Regions from separate parts of the Pan troglodytes genome. Here region 1 is linked to region 2. A link is a contact called in public Hi-C data. All regions are on one chromosome and are shown on one strand. Each heading gives the region's core, a stretch centred on a gene start, on an enhancer-like site or on the middle of the called end of the contact. The rest is flanking DNA. Distances are from core to core; before and after follow the strand shown. Region 1 holds the start of IVNS1ABP (influenza virus NS1A binding protein). Region 2 has its middle 120 kb from the start of HMCN1.

The links. Hi-C and Micro-C count contacts between places; a contact is called where the count stands out from the background.
Region 1: a Hi-C map of induced pluripotent stem cells shows a contact between it and region 2, with 1.9 times the contacts expected there. The contact joins the promoter of IVNS1ABP here to the enhancer-like site in region 2. A contact is called at or near these places in 1 of 7 Hi-C or Micro-C datasets (induced pluripotent stem cells) and 1 of 1 datasets of contacts at active chromatin or transcription factors (stem cell-derived excitatory neurons).

What each region holds. Positions count from the first base shown.
Region 1 is chr1:63,779,015-63,782,747 of NHGRI_mPanTro3-v2.0_pri, forward strand. IVNS1ABP (influenza virus NS1A binding protein) reads left to right here and starts at 1,909. Exons shown (of 15, transcript XM_001164878.7): 1 at 1,909-2,456.
Region 2 is chr1:63,537,463-63,541,088 of NHGRI_mPanTro3-v2.0_pri, forward strand. No RefSeq gene overlaps it. Among named protein-coding and RNA genes, the nearest start is that of HMCN1, 120 kb to the left of the region's middle. Within about 2 kb of position 1,644, at least 4 of the 24 cell types and tissues checked have an H3K27ac peak or open chromatin away from gene starts, as enhancers often do. A contact at or near this core is called in induced pluripotent stem cells, where this site is marked.

The DNA.
Region 1 (3,733 bases), core at 659-3,158, 240 kb after region 2:
TCATAAGTTTTAAATTGTGCACCATTCTGAGGAGCACAGTCTGCTCTGTCCCTGCCCAGATTGCCATTAGCCAGTTGCTGTCTGGGTTGTCAGACTGTTGCAGTGTGACAGTGCTTGTGTTCATATAACTATCGTTTTATGTAATAATACCCCCCAAATGCAAGAGTAGTGATGTAACATTTTTGGGCCATGGTTGACAAAATCTTGGAAAGTGAAACCAAGGATAAGGGGGACTGCTATATTAAGAGCAAAATCTTACAACATAATGTGTTACTTTAAGAGGTAGAAATTAACCATCAGGTTCCCTGAAAGGCATAAATGGAATGCATAAGTTATGCTGTTATTCATAGAGAAGGTAATAAGTAAATTTGAAATTCCATACAAAGCAAAAATACAATGAGTTTGGGCACACTGTAGCTTTAAGAAAAGTGTTGACTGTTTCAGGTCACAAAGACACTATTTAGAGTATAGCAAGTGTGACCATGTGTCCAACAGGCCAGCAGTCATGTGTCTACCCAGAGTGGGCAATTCATACTCTCCCACTGGAAGGATGAAACCCATTGTATTAAAAGAGCTTAAAAGTACGTACCCTGATAGTTTCATTTGTAAGAAAAGTAAACATTGCTGTCAGTTATTATCAGCAAGACAAAACAAGAGCACAGTGTCAAATGTCAGTCTTTTTCTCCTTAAGAAAGATATAAAAAATCACTCGAATAGACATCTTAGTTCTTGTTTCCTCCTACAATTAATTGTCCGGGGGCGGGGGTGCGGGGTGCGGGCGGGGCGAGGGAGACATACAAGAAATCTGTGAGAAAAAAAGGGGCGGGGGAATAAGTCTCCTTGCCTCAAGATTTTAGAAAAAAAGTTGTAAACCTATTGCAGATGAAGGCTCCCACAATTTATTTTTCCTGCTTCTATAAGCATAAATAGTTAATGATAAAAATGGTAAGAGGCATTGACAAAGAGCTCCTAGAATGTCTACAAATTAAGGTGAGTGATCAAACACAAGGTTAGGTCTAGACAGCTTAAGTGTCCTCCACAAATCAGGATAAGCCTTAACAGGACATTAACCTGGAAGCCTTTACCAAACTCTAATTTGGATATAATTTTACCTCACTAAATCCCTCACCTTCAATCAAAACACCTTTCCCACGTGCCCTTCAGAGTCCACGAAGTTGCTGCCAGATCCCAGCTTAAATCACGTTTCGCTTTCACAGATCTCCCTCCCGGGCAAGGTGGTGGGGTGGATAATGAAGTTTGGCACCTGGTCTAAAGGGCCCCAGTAGGTTAGGATAGGAACTACCACTTCTCAGGTCTGTTTTCTTTTTCCAGAAGAGGGCAAGACCAGTAGAGAACTGACTCAGCGTCTCCGATACGAGGAGAGCTGCACGCAGACAAAACAGACCCGGGGGGTGAAAAGTGGAAGTAAACTGGTGTTTGTGGCACCACTGATAGTATTACACCTTCTCTGACTTCTCCAATATTTTTTTCCCCAAGTGACTCAATCTTCTCACCCAAACCAGGCCAAATGAGGGGTTAGTTGTTCGACTTCTTCTCAGAGTGCCTCTCTTCTTCCTCACACTCTCCACGCCGCCTCTCCGCACACGCCACTTCCCCCCTGACCCTTAAGTTAAGGGCTCATGCCCAACTAGATCCTAATGTCCACGACGAGCAGCTCCAGTCTAGGGGGGGTTGCCTAGAAGTAGGTCTGACGCCGAGCAATCTAATCTCCCACGTCTGATCTCTCAGGCTATTGTGCCTCGAGGGGAAGTCAGAACAGGTGAGGGCGGCTTGAGGGAACCAGTTCCGGGACAGGCAACGCACAGGGCGGCGAAAGTGAGGGTGCGGGGCAAGGAACGGAGGGAGGGACAAAGGCGCGATAAGGAACGAGGGCGCCCCCCGAGCGCCGCCTATCTCCTCAGGATCACCTTGCGCTGACCTAGTTACACCGAGAAGGAAGGAACCCCAGTAGACCAGGGAGGACGGCGGGGCGGGATGTGGGCGGGGCCGCGGGCGGGGCGGGGCTTAGAGTGGGATCTTTATGGGGCTCGCCTGTGATTTGCAGATGGATTCGAGACGGAAGCGGGCTGGGAGGCGTCGGCGGCGGCAGCGCACGTGGTGACGTGCGAGGGGGTGCGGCGCGAGCGGTCGGCGGCGGCGGAGGCAGTGTCTCCCGGTCGCGCGTGGAGGTCGGTCGCTCGGAGCTGCTAGGCGCAGTTTCTCCGCCTGCTGCTTCGGCGCGGCTGTGTCGGCGAGCGAGCGAGTTCCTGCGAGTTCTCGGTGGCGCTCCCCCTTCCTTTCAGTCTCCACGGTCTGGCCCCTCGTCCTTCTACTTGACCGCTCCCGTCTTCCCCCGCCTTCTGGCGCTTTCCGTTGGGCCGATTCCCGCCCGCTTCCTCCTGCTTCCCATCGAAGCTCTAGAGATGAATGTTTCCATCTCTTCAGAGATGAACCAGGTAATATGCGCTGGTTCTACGAACGACAGATGAGGGAGACGGCGCGGCTAGAATCCGAGAAGAAGGGATGGCGCCGCGGATGGGAAGAGGGTGGGAGGCGCGGAGGCGGTGTCCTCATCAGGGGAGGCAGCCCCAAGCGGCCGCCGCCGCCCTCTGGGACGTGAAGCCCGCGCTCCAGCGCTGCCATGGTTGCCAAGTTGCGTTGGCGGCCGAGAGCGGGCGCCGGTCGCCTCGGAGAGCGCGGAGGCTGGAGCCCCTTTGCTACACTGGCGCGGGTGAGGCAGGCTGGGAGGAACAAGAGTTTTTTGTTCGAAGGGTTTTGGGGGGCCTGGGTTAGGGCGCCGCGGGGCGGGGATGACCCGCCGGAAGGAGGGCGCGGGACTCCCCGTTCTTGCTGTCAGGAACGGACGCCTCGCCTTGGGTTTGCCTGGGGTTTGGGATTCTCTTCTGGAAGAGCTCTCGCGACTCGGCTCGTGTGGGCGGGCAGCCAGCCCCGGGCCTGGAGTAGGGTGGCACGGAGTCCCCGATCGCCGTGGGCCGCGGGGTCCTTTGTTCCCGCTCCACGTTGCCCGCTTTTCTTGCCAAGCGCGGGGAGAAGGGGGCGGGAGGAGGGAGGGAGCGGCTGCCCTGACGTGTCGGTACTGAGTGACTGCGGGGCTGGCCAATCCGGGGCGGGGGTGTGCGGGTGCTGGGGGCCTCGCCTCGCAGCCTGCGGAGTGGGCGCCGGCCTGGCTGCGCGAGGAGGAAGGCCTGGGACGCTCTTTCTTTTTTCTGAAAGAAATCAGTGGCAAGATTTGCTCTTTTTCCCTCCCTCCACGCTTTTGGTTAAGTGTCTCTGATTATAAGCTCTTGATGATAGGAAGGTATCAGGCTGAGGGTTGAACCTAGGGTAACTTGAACCACTACTTGAGAACTACATTTACTTTTTCCCCCAATACGTAGTGGACATATCTATTGGTTTGAGACAGCTGACATTTCAAGGAGAAATCAGATGTCCAAAAGGGCGCATTTTTGTGATGGAGCGTGCAGTGATGGAGCGTTAGAACACCTTGGCATCAAGCTATTCGTTGAGTGTGTCGTGGTCTTCTGTCTACTAATAGATGACAACTCTGGAAGCCTAGTACCACTCTTAACAGATGAATAAGTACAGCATGGACTAGACTGCCACAGGCCATGCTTTCTTTTAATAATTCTAGCACCAGTGATTAATTTAGGAAAAACAAAATACTGATGATTACTTTTAGGCTAAAGCCTGCTGACACTTCTGTCTTAAAGAT
Region 2 (3,626 bases), core at 394-2,893:
GGAGGTTAGTGAAGGTTGAACATAAAGAGGCTCAATTGTCCACGAGGTAACCCAGCTTGAGCTTTTGTCCAGTAGGGGTACCCCAGAGGGGGTGTGTGACACACTGAGCCAGTCAAACCCTCTGTCTTACAAAGTTGAACCAGCAGATAAATACATAAGCCACTAAGTTTGAGGGGATTCAGAAGGTAGATCACAGAGTTGCTCTTGAGTCCCAAAATAAATTCAGTTCTATCCATACAGTGAAACAAAATGTAGTCAATAAAGTTCATTATTTGAGATAGGGAAGATTTTAACAATAGGGGGTCACTCTCATAAGTAATTACACGTGGGAGGGGTAAGATATAAGGTAAGATATAAAGATGTACACACAGAATTAGGCTACATCTGTAACTCATGATTTAATCTGATCCCACAGGATAATAAATAAAGGTAGCTAAGGAGATACTCCAACATGATTACCCATATTTATCTCTAAGTAGGGATTATGATTGTACCATCCTGGGTTTCAGCAGAAAACTGATAAAACTCGTATACTGGGTAATTTGAGGAGAGTGTCTTAAGGGACTATATGTGAGGTACGAGTGAAGAATGGTACGGGTTCCTAGGGTCAGCCCCATTAGCAGCCTAGGCCAGAAGGGGTTGGAGGAAGGAGGGTTTCCTGAACCTTTAGAGAGAGGGCTGCTGGACAGAGCTGTGCCCTTCAGTCAAGGCACACAGACAGCCAGCTGCAACCCCACAGGAAGGAAGTCAGGCCCAACTTCACTCACACAGGCAAAACTCCAGCAGAAGTCCGAAGGCAAGGGGGCCTTTGGATGCAGCTCAGCTTCCCCAGGCACTCAGCAAGGTGGAGAAGGATGGGTGCAGAGAGCAATCGGGGTGATCTAACCTTCCTCTTTATTCTTGTCTGAATGTTCCACACTTTCTCCAAGGAACATGTAGATCAAACATGTATTTCATAGCTTTAAGTTATTTTCTCCTTCAGTATTCCATTTTTGTCATTCATTGCAGAGGGTTGGATGAAAAATAAAACAGAGGCGTGGGTCAAAAAAAAGACTGAAAATAAGTAGAAGGGGATGAGAAATTCTGGAAAAAGTAACAGAAGTGATTCTGGGGACAAAAAAAGTCACATTTGGTGGCTAAAGTAAATGGGCCGCCAAGTCTCACTGTCCCAGCTCCACAGTGTTCTGCACATTAAAGACGAACCATAATAGAAATAATAGTCACTTCTAAGGGGATTTTCTCAAATGGACTTTCCTGAATCTGCTTTGACATACAAATTAGCCTTAAATGAAAACACCATTTCAGAGTTGCCAAGGCCTTTTTCAGCATTCTAAAGCCATTTTGTCTTTTCATGTCTCTGATCTAAATGTATCTGCTTTCAAACCCAAAATGGTATTTTCTGTACAAGTGTACCAAATTGAATAGAACCCGCATCTGACAGATCTCACAGATATGACTAGTTTCAGTACAAGCAGATGTCAAACCAAGCAAACCATTGTCACTGGCTAAGTGCATGAGGTGAACTGAGGATAAATTCTGTGGTCGCCACTTCCTCAGAGCTCAAAGGCTAACACCCAGTTCATCAGAAGGACCCACTGGGCTTCAAGGACTCCTATGCTGATCCAGTAGAGGGCAGTGATGGTTCCAGGAGCCTGGCTGGCCCTATGCAAGGACTCCCCAATGAAGGCAGGACTGTAAGGCTTTATACAAGCCAGACAGGCAGAGTCACCTGAGTTTATTTCTCTCATCACACTGTGGTCTGTGGCTATTCCCTTAGTAACCCTGCAGCTGCTGCCAGCAGTCATGGGAAAAGGCATTATGACTTTCAACTCCATCTGCAACCTTGAAAACAAAAGCCACAGCACCTCTAGCCTCCGCAATATCAGATACATAGCACGATTGTCTGGTTATATATTTCAGGCCCAAACCAGCCTCTGAGTGAGGTAGGCAGGGGGCTACTCCTTTAAAGGAGCAACAAAGGAGCCCACAGTTCCCAAAAAGGACATTTAAACCTAATCAAGAAGGGATCTGAAGCAGAAGACAATCAATGCTGATCCTTGAAAGGTCTGGGGCTCTTTAATTAAAGAGACCCCCCCCAACTTGACATTATAGTTAATGCAGGAGAGATGAGCTTAGTTACGAACAAGCAAAAGTGTGTTTCACTTGCAAATATCAAACAAGCTGTGGAAATTATTTGCATGGATTATCAGTTGGTAGACACCTCAGAAGATTTCAAGTCTCTGAGAATTTCTAAAATAATGTATTTAAGTGATTTAAGTTACAAGTTGGGGAAGCACATTATGCAACAGTTTTCCCAGTGCAACTTAACTTTTCTACTAAGGAAAATAACTTAACTTGCATTGCACCATTTATATGCAATCAGGAGTTAGTCTTTCTTTCAATGGCATATAAAAATAGAAAGCATTATAAATGTTAGAGCTAGAAGAGACTTTAGTATCACTGTTTTAAATTTGTTAAGCAGTGGAACCCTTTTCAAGATAAACCTTATAGGCAACCTCAATATATCCAGAACAGATAAAAATATTCTATTAATATAAGTTTATTTTATAAGTTCACATTTCTGTTAAATATTATAAAGTCAGTCACTGAGAGCACGGAAGTGTTTTTAGATGAATGAGATCTGAGTTTATGGATGACTTATAAACATACATCAGTTTTAGAATATAATTTATTTTGGTGTTGTCTTTGCAATGACTTTTGTCAAGGATGACAGTGATTGCCACAGATAAATCACTGTAAATGGTAACAGATGTTTTTGTAATAGCCTTTCTTTCAACCTTAGGATATTCTTTAACTAAATAAAACAAGAAGCTTAATTCCAAAATCTGCACCGAAACAAGTTATTAACATTGGCAACATAGTAGTAAGCTGTAGTGCCCCAAAAGTTAAAAGATATTTTTAAAAATTGTAGTAGAGACAGATAGCTGTGTCCTTAACAAAAATCAGCTCCTTTTCTCTCTGGGTTCACAGCTCAACCATATTTACCAGCCTTCCTGTGGTCATTTGTCTGAGCTCCAGCTAGTGAAGTATGAGTAGAACGGACATGCACCACTTCCAGACCTGGCACCGGCAAACCCCCCATGGCAACCCTCCAACCCTTTCCTCAACAACTGGACCACGCTGGAAAGGACTGAGGATCTAGAGGAGGACAGGGCTGTAATATGGAAGGAGTTTGGTTTCTGAAGGACCATGTAGCAGGCCACCTGCAGGGCGGGAACATCTTTAATAGGTTTGGAATAGCAAGAAATAAACTGGTCTTGTATTAAACAACTAATTTTGGGGTCTTTGTTACAACAGCTAGCATTATTTACCCCTACTAATTAATATCATAGATATCATGGTTAAGATAAATATGAAAACAACATTTCAATCAAATGTTTGCTGAACCCCTAAAGCACCTATCCAGAAACCACAGTTTGTAAAAACAGAGTTTTGTTTGTTTTTGTTTGTTTGAGACAGAGTCTCGCTCCGTCGCCCAGGCTGGGATGCAGTGGCGCAATCTCAGCTCACTGCAACCTCCACCTCCTGAGTTCAAGCAATTCTCCTGTCTCAGCCTCCCAAGTAGCTGGGATTACAGGTGTGCACCACCATGCCTGGCTACTTTT